Regions from separate parts of the Mus musculus genome. Here all the other regions are linked to region 3. The links are chromatin contacts, called in public ChIA-PET and HiCAR-type maps. All regions are on one chromosome and are shown on one strand. The core of a region is the stretch at or near the end of the contact, and the rest is flanking DNA. Distances in the headings are between cores, read along the strand shown.

Region 1 (2,729 bases), core at 29-2,528, 910 kb after region 3:
GGGTAGGAAGAGGTATAGAAACAAGGCCCAGGTACACAGGATTACTTAAGCATCTAAGCAATACAGTAAACTGCATACAGACACACAGACACACACACACACAACCCTCCCCGGCTTGGTTGCTTCATAACAACTTTCATTAATTACTCTGCACCCATCACTCACATAAGTCCTTTTCCAAAGGCAAGGCCCAGGACACAAAGACACTCTCTGAGGAGGTGAAGGGCGGCTGGTAATTCATTAGAACCCATAAAGCTTTTCTATGGAAATCAAGAATCAATGAAGCTATTGTATGAGACCATAGCTCGGCAAGTGTGGACTAGTTATGGATTCTCACAAAGCAACAGTACTCTTAAAAGAGGCAAGGGCACCATGCCTAGGAAACTCCAGGGGAGCCTTGCCTCAGGTATAAGGGCAGCCACCCATACCCACCAGGTTGCTGGGTGCAGGGAGTGGCTACCAGTAACTGTGGGCACTTGGCTGCATGCTCCCAGCTCTCAAGGGTTGCTTTTACTACTGGCTTGTGCATCCAGGGCTACAAGTGATTGAAGTCTATCAGCCGCCACTGGCTGCTGTGAGTCCAGTAAAGAGTTAAGTAACTTTAAAACAAAACAAAAATCTTAAATACTGGTTTCCAGAATTACAACAGAATATAAAAGACTTATGTCACAAAAGACAAACACTGTGACAAACTATTTCAAGCCTAAATCACCTACCTTTAACATTCTGGGTGCGCTCGCGCTCGCTCGCTTTCTCTCTCTCCCTTTCTCTCTCTCTCTCTCTCTCTCTCTCTCTCTCTCTCTCTCACACACACACACACACACACACACACACACACACACACACACACACACGGCAGAAGTGTAGCAAGTGCACACTGCGTCTCAAAGGCGTAAACAGAATGTAGACCTCCCTGAATTCACAGACTTAAAAGTCACGGTGCATTCTCACCCCAACAGAGATCACCACTGCTTTTGTGGCTCCAAGTCAAGTGTGTAATAAGAAAGGTGTTGTAAAAACAGATTAAATTGCTCCAAACTTTAGCATTTTATCAGAAGGAGAAGAGACAGAGCTGACTACTTGCCGCTATGGGCCATGAACAGCTCGGGCCATGTGCCTCACTCCCCTGTTCAGTCTTTATATTTAACCTGGACACATCACTATGAGTTTAAGAAAATTGTAAGCTCCAAATTGTGACAGAAGTCAACAGTGTCGGCTCTCGGTGACACTATGACTCACAAAGGCTGGTTCACCACCCTCTGGACCTTTGCTTCAGATACACCAGACACAGAGGATGGCTTGTGAGTCACCCCAGTGGCTGGAAAGCCAGCCTATGAATACTTCTGATCTCAGCATGCACACAAAGGCTAAAATGGAAATGGCAAAGGGGGTTTTCTCTAAGTTATTAAATGTGCAGTAATCAAGAAGTCGGAGTCTTTTGAATCTTACAATAGAGAGTTTTCTTTAAACTCCAAGTGCATTGTCTTTAAAATATACCATTGCATAAGGTGCTATTGTGTTATATATTTTAGTTCTTAGAATAATGAAGTTATCTAAACTCTATTTTCATGTACATACCTTAAAATATTAATTCTTACTGTATAATAGTGATACACAATTTATGTTTAAAAGTTAATGTGTTCTTCCAAAGTCAATAATAGATCATGTAGCAAAAGCTATTACAGTTAACACGCGTGCGCGCGCGCACACACATACACACATACACACATACACACACACACATACACACACACTCTTTTCACTGTTGGAATCACAGCTCTAGCCAGCCCCACAGAGCTAGCCCAGGACTGTAGTCTGTGTGCTATGCACATTCTCGTTTTTTTGTAGCCAAATTTACTCAGACTAAATAACAAGCATTTGAAATAACAGAGAAAGGAAGAACATCAGAGTGGGTGGGAAACAATTCAGGAGCAGGAGAGAGGACACGGGCTTGAGGTAATCTGGTTACAGCCGTGGCAGAGATAGGAAGCTAGGACAACATGGAAAGGGATGTCAAGGGACATCCTGTGGAGATGTAAAAGGGAGAATGAAGAATGATGGTCCTTCAGATGGGTACATAAAGTCCTTAAAGATGGCTTCCTGATAACAGGAATGGCCAGAGAGAGACAGGACATGAGGCCAGGGCAGTTAGGAAAGCACTCCAGTCACTCACAGGGTGAGGTGGCAAAGTCACTCAGCTTGTTCCATTTGCTTCTTCACAGCTCAGACTTCACTGCACTGCTTTTCTGGCTCAAACTCTCAGCTAATATTTCAAGCTCCATCAGACTATGCCCATCATTTAGTGCCTGAGATGATTTCTTTAAGGGTAAAACAAAATGTTTCCCATAAAATGGCATTCTTTCCACACAGCTCGGATCCTGGCCTGCTGCCTGCCGTGGCTGTTTTCCTTTCTCAAGTTATCCCAACAGTTCTGTTTTTACCAGGCAGTAAGAGCCGCCTCCACCCATGGAAGGAAAACGTTGCAGTCCTAGCATAGTTAGTACCGGCCACTTAGCTGAAGTCACTCGGATCTAGTCCACAGACCATTCGGCCAGATCCACCTAGCCCAGTCCAGTTTGGTCTGATCTGGGTTGACTTCTGAGAGCCTCAAGTGGGGGACATTTGAGGAATGGAGGACATGGAGAGAGGACATCTGGTCATCAGGGGAGAGGGCAAGGACAAAGAAGACAAAGGGGCAGACAACAGCTAGGTCTAGAACATGCATGCCT
Region 2 (2,854 bases), core at 50-2,549, 610 kb after region 3:
TTTTCTTGTACACAGGCCTTTGGACTCATGTAAATCTTAGCTAGCTGTCCAGTTCATTGAACCTTGGGGAACATTAGCACACCAGACCAGCTTGCAAAGAGATCTTGTGGGCAAGGTTTTCTAGAATGGATTTGTAGTTTTCATCAGAGCAGTAGCTGTTGATTTCAAGGTTTTGGAAGGTCTGCCCTTACATAGACTAATGGGATAAGAAAATCCAGTATTAGTGTACAATGAGTTGAGGGGTAGGAGCTGATCTGTGTCACGCACTGTTAAGAGTCAAAGACCAGGAACAGCAAGCAAGGCAAGAGTTGGCCTCTGTGCAGCCAGGATTCCAGTCAGTCAAGTGTCAGGTGTTTCGTCTGAGGTTTCTCCCTCGGGACACTGTCTCTGGGATTTCTGCACACAGAGAGTGTGTGGCTGAACCCAGTGTATCTGGTCAAGCTATCTACTCCCCTCTCCTTCCTGTTTCATGGAATAGGAACTGAGAAAGGAAATTGCTTATTAATTTAATTTTGGGGTCTATCTGTAAAAGGTTTGTAAGGTTACACCTTTAATATGGTACATCAATCTATTAAATACAATAACCATCCTGGTCTTGTTTGAATGGAAACATGTGCACACAGAGGAGGGAAGAAGTCTGAGGGAAAACTGGGGATGCTTGCTTGGGACTTCACATTGCACACACTGCTTGGCCGCTGTGCTGACCTTCCTTCTGTCCATTCACCTTGACAGCGCTCACGCCCTGCAAACCATGTTCCAGTTAATGACTCCCAAGCAAATGTATGAACACTTCAGGGGCTACGACTATGTCTCTCACATCAACTGGAATGAAGACAGGGCAGCCGCCATCCTGGAGGCCTGGCAGAGGACTTACGTGGAGGTGAGGCCCTGCCTAGAAATCAGGACAACTTGTAACTGAGCCCAGTCTTCCTTTCCTATTGAAACATTGTTTCCCGTTAGGTGTAGTGGGATTTTTGTTTGTTGTTTAGTCTAATAGTGCAGCCCAAGCAGTCTCAAAATTGCTGTCCTCCTGCCTCAGCCTCCTGATTGCTGGGATTACACCACTGAACTCAGCCTCCATCTCTTCAATACAAACTTTAATTCTAAGCACTGCATGAAATGCAAGCTTGATTTTCTTTATCCAGCCATTGAAAGTTTTGGGAGTAGTGTCTGAAGAGACACTCATTCTTAGTTGGGGTTCCCTGAAACATGCCTAGTAACTATTGTAGATCTCAGAGCCCAGGCATAACAGTGCAAAAGGGGGAGGGGGAAAACCCACACTGGGTGAACAAGAAAAGGTGTCTGGAAAACATTAGCAAAACAGAATCTATTCACAGCTGCAGGCCCCTTGGTCAGGTCATGTGACAGGAGGCTGGCCTTTGTTTCCCCAAGCAGTGACCTCTATGGAGCTGCCTGTGACCTTTTGAAAGTGTCCAGCAAATGAAGGGGTGGGGGGGAGGTGGAATTTATAAGAATGAGTTGTTTTGGATTAAGGCAACAATCATCTGGCTGTGGAGTAAGGAACCTTAGAGTTACAAAGTAAAACACTCTGGGTGACCACAGACCGCCTGCCCTCCCTTGAGCACAGCAGCCCTCACTGTCAAAAGCAGGTTTCTCTTCCCTCAACCGCTGTCCACTTGATTGGGACCTCGTGTTGCTGTATCAGCAGACGGTTGGAGGCACATGGTGGTGTTCCCCAAGTCTGTGCTCTTGTTGCTTTGGCTCCTGGGAATTTAGCTTTGTCTTGTGGCCACAGGTGGTTCATCAAAGTGTCGCCCCAAACTCCACTCAAAAGGTGCTTCCCTTCACAACCACGACCCTGGACGACATCCTAAAATCCTTCTCTGATGTCAGTGTCATCCGAGTGGCCAGCGGCTACCTACTGATGGTAATTCTGGGCTCCCGTGGGTTGGTTTGTAATTTTACTTTGACGGTACCTGTTTTTTAACTGCCCCTAACATAAAAGTATGCCCAAGACGGCTCAGCCTTGGAAGGATTTTAGAAGTGGTCTCCACCCTGTTGTGTGGTGTTCATAGTGTAAAGTTTTGTCTTTGGAGTCGATAGGTTCTGCCTTTGGATGTGGGGCGATGGGGTGGGTAAAACGTTAGAATTGTTACACATTCTAATGTTTGGCTCTTGTTTTGTGTCCTCCCCTTCCCTCTCTCCGATTCCCTTTTGTCCCCTTCCCCCAATCGTTCTGCTTGCAGCTTGCCTATGCCTGTTTAACCATGCTGCGCTGGGACTGCTCCAAGTCCCAGGGTGCCGTGGGGCTGGCTGGCGTCCTGTTGGTTGCGCTGTCAGTGGCTGCAGGATTGGGCCTCTGCTCCTTGATTGGCATTTCTTTTAATGCTGCGACAACTCAGGTACTTCAGGGGCCATTCGTTGCTGTCCTCTGGCCAACACACCTTTCCTGGCCTGCCGGCCCCTTCATATCTATCTTACCTAAAGCGTTTGTAAAACCTTTTCTGTAAGGGAAAGGGGAGGGCTGGCTCTCAGTAGACCCATCTGATATATGGGCTAAAAGGCTGGAGAGCTGGTGAAATGGGTCAGTGGGGAAAGGCACTTAACCCTGCAAACCTGGTGATCCGAGTTCAGTCTTTAGAGCCTACATAAAGATAGAAAGAAAGGACTCTACAAAATTGACCTTTGACCTTTGATTAGTCATGTGGCGGCATATACACATACATTAACAAAGCTTTTTTTTTTTTTTTTTTTTAATTCCAGGGATGTTCTTGGTAGATAGAGACATTTAATTAGAATAGTTTATATCATTTACTCAAACTCTGACTCTCATACTCCAGTAGGCATTAGAATCCTTTAAAACAAAGATGACTAGGCCCAGTCTGCCAGAAGG
Region 3 (2,822 bases), core at 308-2,807:
TCTGGCTGCTTTGTTCTTTTTTTTTTTTTTTTTTTTTAAAGATACTTTTACTTGTCCCACTTCAAAGATACAAATTACTCAATGTATCTTCTTGAAACATTTCACTTCAGTTCACAAGTTACTTTCTCTCCATAAAGTCAAATTTGACTTCGGTATCTTGCTAGGTATAGTTTATTTACCCAAAATAAAGATGTGGCTAAAAATAAGGTCACACTATTGGCTGCTTTGATTTGTTAATTTAGGCAGTTTTCTCTAAAACAACACTCTGGTGCCTAAATTAATTTAGGCATAGCTTTGTATTTGATGGAGTTTAGTTACCGGTTCTATCGCTTAACCACTGGATACTCATTCAGATATAAAAATCTTTATGGAGTCTCTACTAGGAACAGGCTGCCTGGGAAACGCAGCAAGCAAATGAGCTCCAGTTGCCAGTTCTATCCTTTAGCCTCTAAAGAGATTTTTAAAAAATCTTTGAACTGCTACCACCATCAGACTGCCTGGGAAACACTGCAAGCAAGTACGACCGGGAGCTGACTACTGTGCGAATGGTTGCTCATGCGTCCCACCGCGGTCCCGAGCCTGGCAGCAAGAACCAATAGTCCGGGAACCGTAGCAGGGCTGGTCACGGGACTCACATTAAGAACCCATGCCCTTAGGCAGGAGTGGTGACTCACGTCTTTAGTCCCAGTACTGGGTGTGTGTGTGTATGGAGGGGGGGGGGCGAATGGGATCTCTGACTTCGAGGCCCTCCTGGTCCCTACATAGGGAGTTACAGGGCAGCCAGGACTCTATAGAGACCCTGTCTCAAAACAAAAACAAGCCGGGCGGTGGTGGCTCATGCCTTTAATCCCAGCACTTGGGAGGCAAAGGCAGGTGGATTTCTGAGTTCGAGGCCAGCTTGGTCTACAAAGTGAGTTCCAGGGCAGCTAGGGCTATGCAGAGAAACCCTGTCTCGAAAAACAAAACAAAACCAACAACAACCCCCCAACGCCCAAAAAGAAGTGGTGCTTTGCTGGCGCCTTGAGCAGCCGTGGGTGGGGTGGGGTGGGACGGGCGCGGCCTCAGCCCTTTAAACTGGCTGCGCGCGGGAGGGGGCGGATTGGGTGGGGCGATGGGGAGGGCCCTCTCCACTGCAACTTCTCCAGACTCCTACCCTCTTTACACCCCCTCTTCTTCTGGTGGGGGAGGGACCCAGCATGCTCGCCCCGCCCACCACCACGCCCCTTTCCCGCAGCTCCTCCAATCAACAGCCTCTTTCCCCCTCCCCACCTTCGCAGGAGTCATCCGGCCAGGGTGGGGCTCCCGACGGGTGTGTCAGGACAAGACGCGCGCTCCTACAGACTTTCGAACGCAGTTGGCCCTCCAGACAAAAAAGTATGAGAGCGGCGGCCAATGACGTGGCAGTAAGGACCCGCGCTCGAATTGGTTCCGCCCCCTCCGGACGGAACACAGCCTGGACCCGGCTATTGGCTCTCGCGACCTGTCACTCGTCGCGGTGGCCAGCCGCAGGGTCCTCGCGGTGACTGGTTCCGCCCAGGCGCGAAATGTAACGCGGGAAAAGCCGAAGCGGGGACCGCGGCGGCAGGTTGTTATTCTCGGGGACTCGGCGCCTCGCGTCCCGTTTTCCTGTCAGCAACGCTGCTGCAGCCTGATCGCCCGGAGCCGCCTGCCATGAGCCGGCGGCTGTGAGGCGCCGAGACGTAGCAGCGCGGGCGAGCAAGGCAAGCTCGGGCCGCCGAGAGCGCGAGGGCTGCAGACGAGCCAGCATGATCCGCGGCGCCCCGGCACCCATGGCGGAGCCGCCGCCGGTCGTCTTCTGCCACGACTCCCCGAAGCGCGTACTGGTATCGGTCATCAGGACCACGCCGGCAACGCCTCCGTGCAGCAGCGTGGGGGAGCCCGAGCCGCCGCCGCCGCTCGTCCCCACTAGCCCCGGCTTCAGCGACTTCATGGTGTACCCGTGGCGCTGGGGTGAGAACGCGCATAACGTGACGCTCAGCCCGGGGGCGGCGGGCGGCGTCGTTTCAGCCGGACTGCCCGTGGCGGCTGAACTCCCGACGCTGCGGGGTGCGCCTCAGTCCTCCGCCTCCGTGGCCGCCGTGTCGGGCGGGGAGGACGAGGAGGAGGCGAGCAGCCCAGACAGCGGCCACCTCAAGGTGAGTGGCTCGGGCGGCCCCGGGCGCGGGGCGGCCTGGGGCCCGTTAACGGCGCCGCTCGCCAGCGGGGCGGGGCCGGAGAGGAAAAGCGGGGTGGCGGGGGCGGTGGCTGACAGGACGCTGACGTCACTGCCGCGCGCCAAAACCGGACCTTTGGGGGCAAGGTGGTCATGTGACGGGTGCGGCGCGAAGGCCGGTCTGAGGGCAGCAGGTGCAGCGGGGTGATGAGGGGGAGGCTCGCTGTGTCCAGATGCCTTGCACTGCTGTGCTTGTAACCTCGCGGCCTCGGCCTGCTTAGATGTGGGAAGGAAGGATGTGAGCATTTGGCTCCAGCCCACATTGGGGCGGGGGCCAAGTATCGCACTGTATCCCTGGCCTGCCTGGGACTCTCAGAGTTCTACTTTCCGAGTGCTGGAATTCAAGGCTAGCGACACCATGCCCTACTATACCCTTTACATCCGGAGCAGCTGAGGGTTAGGGAGTTTGTTAAAGCGTCTTCATGAAAATCGTATGTATAGCTAGCTAGTGGGAGTGTTGGCACACGGTGACTGTGCTCGGAAGGAACCGGGAGTGTGTTTATGGGGCTAGACTTAATACTGGACATTCATCAGAGCTCAGGAAGGTATCGGTAAATCTGTGTGTCGAATACATGGTATTGCAAGATAA

Evidence for each region. ChIA-PET counts read pairs in DNA pulled down with a chosen protein or histone mark. HiCAR-type assays count read pairs that join an accessible place to other places.
Region 1: an RNA polymerase II ChIA-PET map of memory CD8 T cells shows a contact between it and region 3, with 34 read pairs. The contact joins the enhancer-like site here to the promoter of Zfp367 in region 3. A contact is called at or near these places in 1 of 39 promoter capture datasets (pre-B cells), 1 of 484 Hi-C or Micro-C datasets (muscle stem cells), 2 of 115 datasets of contacts at active chromatin or transcription factors (memory CD8 T cells and pancreatic cancer cells) and 1 of 9 other capture datasets (adipose tissue).
Region 2: a HiCAR-type map of embryonic stem cells shows a contact between it and region 3, with 3 times the contacts expected there. The contact joins the enhancer-like site here to the promoter of Zfp367 in region 3. A contact is called at or near these places in 4 of 39 promoter capture datasets (the C10 cell line, hippocampal neurons, liver and 1 more), 6 of 115 datasets of contacts at active chromatin or transcription factors (astrocytes, bone marrow-derived macrophages, embryonic stem cells and 2 more) and 1 of 9 other capture datasets (liver).

The regions. Positions count from the first base shown.
Region 1 is chr13:63,242,295-63,245,023 of GRCm38.p6, reverse strand. The region is part of intron 13 of Aopep (aminopeptidase O); the gene reads right to left. Among named protein-coding and RNA genes, the nearest start is that of Gm16907, 53 kb to the left of the region's middle. Within about 2 kb of position 1,278, at least 106 of the 459 cell types and tissues checked have an H3K27ac peak or open chromatin away from gene starts, as enhancers often do. A contact at or near this core is called in adipose tissue, memory CD8 T cells, muscle stem cells and 1 more, where this site is marked.
Region 2 is chr13:63,540,191-63,543,044 of GRCm38.p6, reverse strand. Ptch1 (patched 1) reads left to right here. Exons shown (of 24, transcript NM_008957.3): 8 at 733-880; 9 at 1,757-1,888; 10 at 2,208-2,363. Among named protein-coding and RNA genes, the nearest start is that of Ptch1, 24 kb to the left of the region's middle. Within about 2 kb of position 1,299, at least 14 of the 459 cell types and tissues checked have an H3K27ac peak or open chromatin away from gene starts, as enhancers often do. A contact at or near this core is called in embryonic stem cells, where this site is marked.
Region 3 is chr13:64,151,934-64,154,755 of GRCm38.p6, reverse strand. It overlaps Zfp367 (zinc finger protein 367), which reads left to right and starts at 1,557. Exons shown (of 5, transcript NM_175494.5): 1 at 1,557-2,156. The coding sequence starts at 1,767.